2 separate regions of the Hordeum vulgare genome follow, and region 1 is linked to region 2. A link is a contact called in public Hi-C data. All regions are on one chromosome and are shown on one strand. Each heading gives the region's core, a stretch centred on a gene start, on an enhancer-like site or on the middle of the called end of the contact. The rest is flanking DNA. Distances are from core to core; before and after follow the strand shown.

Evidence for each region. Hi-C and Micro-C count contacts between places; a contact is called where the count stands out from the background.
Region 1: a contact with region 2 is called in a Hi-C map of leaf, with 2.7 times the contacts expected there. The contact joins the promoter of LOC123440198 here to the promoter of LOC123444334 in region 2. A contact is called at or near these places in 3 of 6 Hi-C or Micro-C datasets (leaf and seedling).

What each region holds. Positions count from the first base shown.
Region 1 is chr3H:471,958,587-471,963,919 of MorexV3_pseudomolecules_assembly, reverse strand. It overlaps LOC123440198, which reads left to right and starts at 3,269. Exons shown (of 1, transcript XM_045116769.1): 1 at 3,269-3,859. The coding sequence starts at 3,346. The coding sequence ends at 3,660.
Region 2 is chr3H:471,441,182-471,446,907 of MorexV3_pseudomolecules_assembly, reverse strand. LOC123444334 (protein VTE6, chloroplastic) reads right to left here and starts at 2,031. Exons shown (of 5, transcript XM_045121020.1): 1 at 1,569-2,031; 2 at 53-306. The coding sequence starts at 1,961.

The DNA.
Region 1 (5,333 bases), core at 2,020-4,519, 520 kb before region 2:
GCTACGGGCGACCGTTCGGGTACCAGACGGTCTCCGATTGCGACGAAACTTGACAGGCGGCCTACCTATATTAAAATAACACCGCACGTCAAATCTCAACCCAATCAGAGAAAGTTTTACGCACACTTTAAAAACAGGGTTTCGACGGTGCCGCGGGCGCGTGCGTGTGCGGTCGGACTCAGAACGGAAAACGACGAGAACCGGCAACTAACAACGGATGCAAGTTTTGAAAACGGGCGGCAACGAAGACGTCGATGCAATGCAGATGATGTGAATGATGTGATGATGATGCGACAAAGGAAAATACCCACACGACGAAAACGGAAAGAAAGGGGAATCTTCTGGAACGTCGGCATCGAGCTGTCACAGTGGGAGTGCTGGAAACCCAATTCTATCGGATATGTTTTCCCTACTTTGGAGCTTTTAGTATGGTTATGTGGTGGAGTCGATCTGGAGAATAAAGTTTCCTCGAGCCTCCCATCTTAGTGATGTGGGTTGGGGTGGCTTCGATGGCTCATTGGCATAGATTACCAACAATCTCTCTCATCGGTGAAGTTAGGGTTTGTCGATGTAGTGATAACCGTGGCTTCCCTTTGTCCTTTTGTCCTCCGGCCTCCAGTGGCGGAGCCAGGAAAATCGAATGGGGAGGGGCGAACGTTGCTAAACATCCTTGGGGAGGGCCAGTCCACTAAAATACACTATTTTAACAGCAAAAACATCATTGTTTAGACTACTATTAGGCATAAATCAGTGACATTATGGGGGGCAGGGCCCCTGCTGGTCCCCCTGTCTCCGCTACTGCCAGCCTCCTCTTTGTCACTTTGGTGTGGCATCTGCTGCAACGCGATGCATGCGGTCTTTTTGGATGTTGCGATGGGTTTTTGAAAACGGGGCGATGTTGGGATAGTGGATCGGTTGATCTTTCGATGGTGACGGCTTCGACGGTTTCTTCTCTAGGACAAAGGTACGTTAGGACCATGGCCAAGTCAGCTTCAGTTCACAACCAACAACAATTGTCTAGCTCCGACAACAGAGAGGAAGTAGCAGCAACACGTAATTGTTGGAAATATGCCCTAGAGGCAATAATAAATTGGTTATTGTTATATTTCCGTGTTCATGACAATCATTTATTATCCATGCTAGAATTGTATTGATTGGAAACTCAAATACATGTGTGGATACATAGACATCACACTGTCCCTAGTGAGCCTCTAGTTGACTAGCTCGTTGATCAAAGATGGTCAAGGTTTCCTAGCCATAGGCAAGTGTTGTCACTTGATAACGAGATCACATCATTAGGAAAATGATGTGATGGACAAGACCCAAACTATAAACGTAGCATATGATTGTGTCAGTTTATTGCTACTGTTTTTCTGCATGTCAATGTATCTGTTCCTATGACCATGAGATCATGCAACTCCCGAACACTTGAGGAATACCTTGTGTGTATCAAACGTCACAACGTTACTGGGTGATTATAAAGGTGCTCTACAGGTATCTCCAAAGGTGTATGTTGGGTTGGCATGGATCAAGACTGGTATTTGTCACTCCGTGTGACGGGGAGGTATCTCGGGGCCCACTCGGAATACAACATCACAACAAGACTTGCAAGCAATGTGACTAAGGAGTTAGTTACGAGATCTTGTATTACGGAACAAGTAAAGAGACTTGTCGGTAACGAGATTGAACTAGGTATGGAGATACCGGCGTTCGAATCTCGGGCAAGTAACATACCGAAGGACAAAGGGAACAACATACGGGATTAACTGAATCCTTGACATAGAGGTTCAACCGATAGAGATCTTCGTAGAATATGTGGGAGCCAATATGGACATCCAGGTTCCACTATTGGTTATTGACCGGAGAGTGTCTCAGGTCATGTCGGCATAGTTCTCGAACCCACGGGGTCTGCACACTTAAGGTTCGGTGATGTTTCGGTATAGTTGAGTTATATGTGTTGGTGACCGAAGTTTTGTTCGGAGTCCCGGATGAGATCTCGGATATCACAAGGAGTTCCGGAATGGTCCGGAAACGAAGATTGATATATAGGAAGTTGGTATTTGGATTACGGAAGGTTTTCGGGCATTACCGACAGTGTACCGGGAGTGACGAATGGGTTCCGGGGGCCCACTGGGTGGGCCCACCATACCCCAAGGGGTCCACGTGAGTTTATTGGATGCGCAATAAGGCTTAATGGGCTGGCAAGTCATCCAAGGAAAACCCATGAGGAAAAAAGGACGAAAGTCTAAAAGAGGTGGGCAATTTAGGAAGGAGTCCTAATCCAAGTGGGATTGGAGGAGGACTCCTCCCTCCTCCACTTCGGGCCGAGCCAAGGAGGCTCTCCTTAAGCCTCAAGGCTAGCCCCTCCCTCCTATTATATATACTAGAGGGTTTAGGGCTTTTTGAGACACAACTTTCCCACGTGCAACTCTAGCCTATACCACAGAGTTTCACCTCTAGATCGGATTTCTGCGGTGCTTAGGCGAAGCCCTGCAAGAATAAATCACCACCACCACCGGAGCGCCGTTACTCTACCGGGGAACTTATCTACATCCCCGTCTCTCTTGCTGGATCAAGAAGGCAGAGATCGTCATCGAGCTGTACGTGTGTGGAACGCGGAGGTGTCGTCCGTTCGACACTTGATCGGGACGGATCGTGGGACGGTTCGTGGGACGGATCGTGAAGACGTACCACTACATCAGCCGCGTTTATTAACGCTTTCGCTTAGCGATCTACAAGGGTATGTGGATCCAAACTCCCTCTCATAGATGATCATCACCATGATAGGTCTTCGTGTGCGTAGAATTTTTTTTTGTTTCCCATTCAACGTTCCCCAACAGTCGTCGATATGTTTGAGGTGAAGAAGATGATCATCCTTAGGGACCTCAATGTATTTCCCTTATTTTAAAGGGTGTTTGTACTTTTGATTTTCAAAAGTCCTAAGTGTCCAGAAACAAAAAAAAGACGGTGAACTTGCTCTTTTTTTTGAGAAATCACAGGTTTTTGTTTTTTTTTAGGGGAGAATTTACAGCTTTTTCCTTTTTTGAGGAATGGGGAATTCGCAACTATTTTTTTAGGCTATTCACTTTTTTTTTAGGCAATTCACAGCTCGCTCTTTTTCTTTTTTGAGGGAAAATTCACAGCTAAATAAGTCATAGCCAAGCCAATCGTTGGGTACGCCGGCCCAAATGTTGGAAGCCTGGAGGAGAAAAGGCGTCAACTTCATTTTCCCGTCAAAGAGAGGAGAGGCCCACCGTCCGACTCGCGATCTGGAGTCCAAATATCTAGACTGCCGTCCGCCTGTCCGATACTCGACCGCTCCAGACCGTCTCTGTTTCTCACCTCATGGCCAGGGCCAGATCCGCGGCGCTGGTGCTGCTCGCGCTGCTCCTGGTCTGCTCGGGGGCTGCGCCGGTAGCCGCCGCTGCGGCGGGCAAAGGCAAGGGCAAGGCTGCTGCCGGGTCTGGGAGGGCAGAGGCGGGGTGCCGGGATCTGGCCACGCGCGGCAAGTGCTTGGCGATCGGCGGCGGAGGGAGGTGCCGGTGGTGCCGCAGCGAGGCGCTGGACGACATGTGCTTCGGCGCAGCGGAGGCGTGGCGGCTCCCGAAGCAGGTCTTCTCCTGCGACCAGCCCGCCGGCGCCGCGCACGCCAGGAGATAGCGCCGACGCCGCTGCTCTGCTCTGCTCCCGATGCCGTCCCCGGGATGGGAGGGAACATTGTATTCTATACTCGCTTGATGTGGGATTCAACGGGCGTTTGGTCTCGTGTGTTTTACTGTCGTGTTACTCATGTATACGTACTACTACTTGATTTGATTTTATCGAAACGGGGCTGATCGCGGCCGAATTTATCTGCTTCTATTGTTCTCGGGATCGCCCGCCTTCAATCTTCACTCGTTTCGACCGAATGTTTTGTCATCCATTTTCTTGCGTTGCGGTTTCTTTTTGCATTCAGAACCGTCGCAAGGGACATTTTCAGCGAATGTAACGATAAACGACTTGAAGAGCATCAATAAAACAACAGTAAAAACATCTCCAAGATGATGTAAAAAATTGATGCCAAGAGAGAAGTTTTTTGGGAACACATTTTTTTTGCCATAACAGATGATGTAAATATTGAGTAAATAGGTAATTTTTTTATTAAATTAATCAATGAGATAATCACTATCAAAGATTGACTAGATTAATGACATACTGATTACGAAGCATACTAGCATTTACTACACATATAGTAGAGACATCTATGGATATGGTTAGTACTGTTAAGACTAAAATAGACATGAACGGGATAAACGAGTTATACCCTTCGATCGGACAGTTGCCCGTAGCAGCAGCAGTGGCGGCGACAGTTACCTCGTCCGCCTTCTTGTCGGCTTCGGCCTTCTCGAGGGCGATGCGGTCGGCATCGTTGGTGAAGACATGACGATGACGAAGGCGACGAACAGAGGGGAGCAGTCGCGTAGTCGCTCCCCAAAAATCTAATCGCCCCTCTCCCGTACAGGATCCGAAGAGCAGGGATGATTCTAGGGGGGGCAAGGGGGGGCTAGACCCCCCCTAACAAATTGATTTTTCTACTATTATGGTGGTTATTGTAACCAAAAAAAACATTTCATATGAACTTTGCTCCCTTCATAAACAAACTTGCCCCCCCCCCCCTCCTATGTTTGCATGTTGGCTTCGTCCCTGTCGAAGAGGCGGGGTTTCGAAGAACTGCTCTCCCTCGACCGTGTACGCGGTGAATGGGACGGAGACGCTGACGGTAGCAGCAACAAAAGGAAGAGCGCGTGGAGCAGATGTGATCCGTTCGTGACGGCTAGGGTTGGGAGGAGCATCGGTACATATTCTTCGTTCCTGATCGGAAAAAATAAGCGCGTAGGTATGAGGTCGGCTCGGCTCAATCACGCAACCCGCGGCGTGGTGTGACGAGCCGTGGCGTGGAGGGCGACGAAGGAGGAGTGCGGGAGGCCATCTTCTCTTCTCATGCTCGAATAGCATGTGGAAGAGAGATCCTTACAAACAGGTCCAACTCCTTCTCCACTAGCGCTCGCAAGGTGGGACTAAACTTTTCACCACCCCTTATCATTCGAACACCTACATGCATCCTTAGAGATTTTTTTAAATTTTCTTATGGAAGCCCATCTCATATTTCAACGGTAAATTGGGGCCTAAAAAGTTGAAATTGAGAACCATACAAAACATGACGATCCAATGGCAGAGAGGAGCTTGACGAGGACGGAGTTAGTGATGACGGAATCTGATAGCAGGGAAGTTCACATAGAGGAGCTCGATGAGGACCGCCGCAGTAACAACGGAATTAGGGACGACGGCGGGAC
Region 2 (5,726 bases), core at 782-3,281:
ATCAACTATCTAAAGGTCATGCAAATAGAGTGGTAAGTGACAGGGACCTTACGTTGTTCTTCCATATGCCTTCCCTATTTCACTGGAAACCGTATCACTGAGTTTAGTACAGAAACTAGCAACAAATCCAAGTGTCCAGAGTTCCCCTAATGCTCCACCACCCACATTATATACTGATAGGAGAGCACAGACACAACCAGCAGCACTAGAACCAATAACACTACCAGGCCCTCTCCTTCCTCCTTTTTTCTCGGCCACCCCGAAAGCTTCTTTTTGTTTTATCTTTAACTTGGTGACTGCTGTGCCCTGTGTATCAAAAGCAAAATGAATAACCAAGACTGAACACATACATTCATAAATTATGATGCCTTTATCAGGTAGTGCAATCAGCCTAAGGAAGGAGGGTCATGGAACTATGCCCTACAATCAACATAACGCATACATCCATAAATTTAGAATTGCTTGCTTTCTGAACAGGCAGTGGAAGTTGCACAGCAAACATTGCTCATCAATGAACAAAATAATCATACATTATGATTATTTTATGGCAATACATGTTTAAATAATTTCACAGGAAATACCAATCTCAATTCTCCTTTACCAAGGGCAAATCATAAACTGCAGAAAAGTGTATCTCTTATGGACAACCTCCACCTGATTTGAAGATTAAAACATGCAATGATCACTCATTCGTGATTCATCTGCAGTTTCAAAGGGCAGAACAAATAAAGGAAGTTTGGACGTTTTGGCAAATCCTTGATTTCCTAACTGGCAGGATTGCCAAATCAAGACTATCCCTATTTCATACATAAGCAGCATATGGAAAAGAACGACCCCCTTACTAGCCCGTTTCTCTCCCTATAGCAGGGGAGGTGAAACCTTCCTTTCCAGATTGCTGGCAGCAGGATGATCTACCTAACCTCGGTTAATGTCACAGCAACTGCACCTAAAATGGCATTCTAGCTTTCTAGGCACTCCGGATTGCGATTTGCCTAGGCTTTGAAAAGATTCTATCTCCACCACTGATCTATAGATTTCCATGGGTACGAATCTAGAGTAACTCAGATTTCCGGTCAATTCGTGTACAAACTTGAGCGAGACAGAAATACGAAACTATTTTGCCTGTAATCAATTCTATGAAGCTAGTTTATCTCTTAGTACAATTTTGAAAAACTTGGGTGTGGGAAATTGCTATTTTGCATCAACTGCTGAAAGACACTAGAAAACATTCTCCCAGCCCACAGCAGCCCTACCAAAATGACGGCGTGCGAAAGGGATCTGCAGAGGTGGCATTGGTCAACGACCAAAATTTTGGAAGGGCAATCCAAACAGCCCCGAAGATAACGCAATCGCTAAAATATTATTTCCTGGGCTGTGAGGAGAGAACATCGATGAAACATGCCCTCTTAAAAAATGAAGATCATCGGTCGATGGCAACCCCTGGATAGTTATTCTAAACCGTGACAAAAACGGCCGCATTGCTGAATTTTCAGATTTACCACAGCACCTCAGACATGCAATTCAGAAACCCTACGCCATGGATGCGCAGCAGCAACCGATCCACTCACCACGACGAAGTAGGCGGCGACAAGGAGGTAGCCCCGGGGCCCAAATGCGCGCCACGTGAGGGTGCCGAGGACGTAGGCGGCCGCGAAGCCGGAGGCGGAGAGGCCGGAGAGGAGCAGCGGCGAGCCCGCGACGAAGACGGTGAGGTTGGTCGCGGCAGCCGAGCTCCACGTGGGCGGAGACGCCTGGAAGGCGCCGGCGACCGCGTCCCGGAGGCTCGCCGCCGCCGCGGCAATGTCCGGGAGCGAGCGCGGAGGGGCGGGGGACAGGTGCCGCGAAACACCGGTCCGGCGAGGGGCCAGGGGCAGGGTCCTGGGCGCGACGAGGGAGGGCAGGAGGAAACGAGGCGGAGGGGAGAGGTGGGTGTGGAGCAGCGGCAGGAGACCGCACGCCATTTTCCGCCACCGTCTTGGATGCCTCTGCCTTCGGCTCTCTCAGTCTCAGCCGAGCGAGAGTGCGCGACTCCTCTGTCCCTTTCCTCTCTCCAGGAATACGCCTTCGCGCGTTGTTTTGTACAACCGGTAGACGTCTTCTGGTTGGGTTTACGGAATTTCCAGATGGTAGGTGCGTCGGGCTTGGTCGCCTTCCTGTATAAAAGACCTGCGCCCCCCTTCCTGCTCCAACCCAGGCCGCCGCCGCCATCGCAGATCGCGATCTGCGTCGCGTCCAGATACGTTTTGCTGGTGTTTTCTTCCGAGATCTCGCGCGCGTTTCTTGTTTCTTTCATCCTTCCCGGAGAGGATGTGCTTCTTCTTATTATTCTTCTTGCTGCCAAGTGATGTTTGGGTTATTGCGCAAGGGCTTTGAGCAATTCATGGCATGGTTTTGCCTGATGCGATGAGATCACAAGTTATTTACCATCCCTTCTGATGGCAGCACCTCCTTCATCTCTCTACCCTTTGCCGTTCCGAGTTTTATTTTTTGTTGCTCTGTTTCGGAATTTTTTTGCCCTCGTTTGCTTCACAAAATCTTCAGTTGCCAGGTGATGCTGGGGTTATTGCGCAAGGGCTTTGAGCAATTCGTTGGCGCTTTTGTGCTGATGCTGTGAGATAAAACTACATGAAGTCCCTCCTGATGGCAATTGGGTACTCAAGTCTTGGATAAACGAGATAGCTGCTTGTAGATATTTTGCACTGTTTTTCTATGTGCTACCTCTCTGTAGCATTAGACAGTGTTTTTCATGAAGCATTACACGGTGTTATTTTTATGTACTCGGGAGTTTCTTCTTTTTTAGAAATATAACTGGATCGATGATGTTAAACTCGAATTTTTGGCCAAAAGGACTACTAGCCAAGTGCTATTGCCACATGTGAAGTGCACTGAAAATTAAGTCAATCTGATGCTCAATCCACCTAATAGGTGATAATCCCGATGACAAGTCTTGTAGAAAGATGTTAGCGAACTCCTGGTGGAGGCAAAAAAAGAAGCACATCCTCGAATGAAAATAATACATTTTTACACACAAATGCATAGCAAACGATGTAGTAAAATTCAGATCGATAATATCAGATTTAGTAGCAAGTAAACGTCCATTCTTTAATTTCATTTTAGATGCAACACTAGATGATGGTTTACTAGGTTTGTCGTGTTGCTCAAATTCTTTTGTTTAGCTCCTGTTTTGCTTTACTAACTCTAGCAATGTCATCTTTCATAATATGTTTAGTAGACATAGGAAGTAAAGTTATATTGTTATCCTTATAAACAAGAGTATAATGATTTTTCCTACCATGTTGTGCAGAATTATTATCAAATTGCTATGGTCTACCAAGTAAAAAAGAGCATGTTTGCATGGATATCACATCACAATCAACATAATCAGAATATGTAACAATGTTAAAATGCACATGAACGGATATAATAAAGATGTGGTACGTTGGTGAGAGACAGTTTCTTCATCATCTCCATGCTAGCCAAGTTGTTGCAACTCCCTCTATCAATGATGATGCGAACAGAACATTCCTTCACAACTCTCTTTGTATGGAACAAACTATGCTGCTGATTTTTCTCAACATGTGTTACATGCACACTCAAAACACATTGAACAACTATACTTTCATACCTGTCGGCGTAGTTAGCGGCCATGTATCGTGTCTCCTGTTCAGTATCGTCGACACACTGTTCGTCACTTGCAAGAAGAACCAAAGTCTCCTCATCATAATCACTCACGGAGTCATATCCACCAAGCTCAGTAACAATCATAACACGCTTGTATGGGCAGTCTCTCGCATTGTGACCTTCACCCTTGCAGCGATGACATATAACCTCATGTGTTCGCCTTGTGGATGCAACGGATGAAGAAGAGTTTTGTGTAGGACTGAAAGGTGTGCTCTTGGTGGAAGGTGGGGCAGCTACCCGTTCCTGCTATCTCGGCTGGGGTTAGTGTCTAAAATAGGCGGTGACGCAGCAGTACGTGTGGAAGCAAATGAGGTTCGGGGCTTCCATGATGAAGTGCGACCTGTAGAAAAATTAGTTCTGGTCAATGCATGTCGATCATGCACTTCACGTTCAGCTTTGCAAGCAAGATGAAATAAATGAGTGATAGTGTTATACTCCTTATACTCTAAAATAGTTTGATTATCTCTATTTAATCCACCCATAAAATGTGCAAGCATAGCTTCTTTGTCCTCAACAATACCACATCTAATCATGTCAGTTTGTAATTCATGATAATATTCGCTCTACAAAAAAATTCCTTGTCTTAAATGCTGCAATTTTTGAAGTAATTCACGTTGAGTAATATGGTGGAACCCAACAAGTATGCATAGCAGTTTACAAAGCAGCCCAAGTAAGATATATATATCAGGAACATGTCTACCATCAAATGTAGGAATATTCAATTTAAGTTTAGGGAGATGATCATAATCCCGTACGTGAGGGGGTGATGCAGCCCTACCATTACGATTGTATTCATCTGGTCGACCTAGTGCTTGTGGTGGTGGTTGTCCCTGGTGCTGATTTGGAGCAACTTCTCCCTCGTCATCGTAATCACCATCTCATTTCTGCTCAACTAGAGTAGCTAGGGGTGGGCATATAAACCGATGACCGAAATACCGAACCGAAGTAACCGAGACCGAACCCGAAGGCACCCTGCTTACTACTTCTATCCGCACCCTGCTTACTACTTCTATCCATTCCCTTGGCCGACGATGATGCTCCACTTCCACGTTCCAGCCCAACCCTCTGCTCCTATCCTTTCCACCGATGACGGCAGTGCTACCGCTCGTGGCAATGGAAGATGATCGGTGAGGCGGCGACTATCTATTCCACCCGTCGCGAAGAGAAACGGCTCCCGCTGAAGCAGGATGCACAAATCCGAGCTGGAAATCTTGGTATGTGTCTATGTGATGGAGGAGAGAAGGGAGCGGGGAAGCGCACGAATCTGGGGATCTAAATTTCAAGTGCACGTGTAGATATGGATGAGGTGATGGAGGCGGCGAATGGATTACATCTTGTAATTAGCATGTACTTTTTCTGTAACTGATCTTTGCCGATGCCATATTGGTTGTATGCCTAGAACTTTGTTGCCTGCTCGGTTTTCTTTTTGCCACTTGTGTTCAAGACAGACTTTGTTCTGTTTTTTAGCCAAATCTGAAATCTGGATGTTCAGTTGTGTTTGAATTATCATTTTTATATCAGACTATGTGCTAAAATTTGCTCAATATTTTAGAATGGTATACGCTGATGTAGGTCTTGCGGATCATCGGTGTTGTTTGGTCATAACCGAGATCCGAACCGAAGTATTGCTAGACCGATCTGTCGGTTAGTATTTTTCTAGGAAACAGATCGGTCCACAAAATCTAGAAACCGAATTTTAGAGTAAGCCGAAGACCCAAACCGATCGGTTCGGGGGAACCAAATGCCCAGCCCTAATAGTAGCAGCAACAGCCACAAAAACCACAAAAGTAACAGCAGGAGAAACAACACGTCGCGCTCGTCCCACAAAATTCGGGTCGTGTTCCTCATGTTGTTGTTGTTGTTGGAGAGGGACGGAAGCTGCAACTGGTGGTGATAGACGGGCAAGCACCTCATTGAACTTGGCGTCCATCTTGGTGTCTAATGTCTTCTCAAAACCGTCTAGCTTCTTCATGGCATGTCCAAGGTTGGTCACGAATTCTTGTACATGGTCAGCCATCATTTGCTGAAATTTATCATGGAGCTCC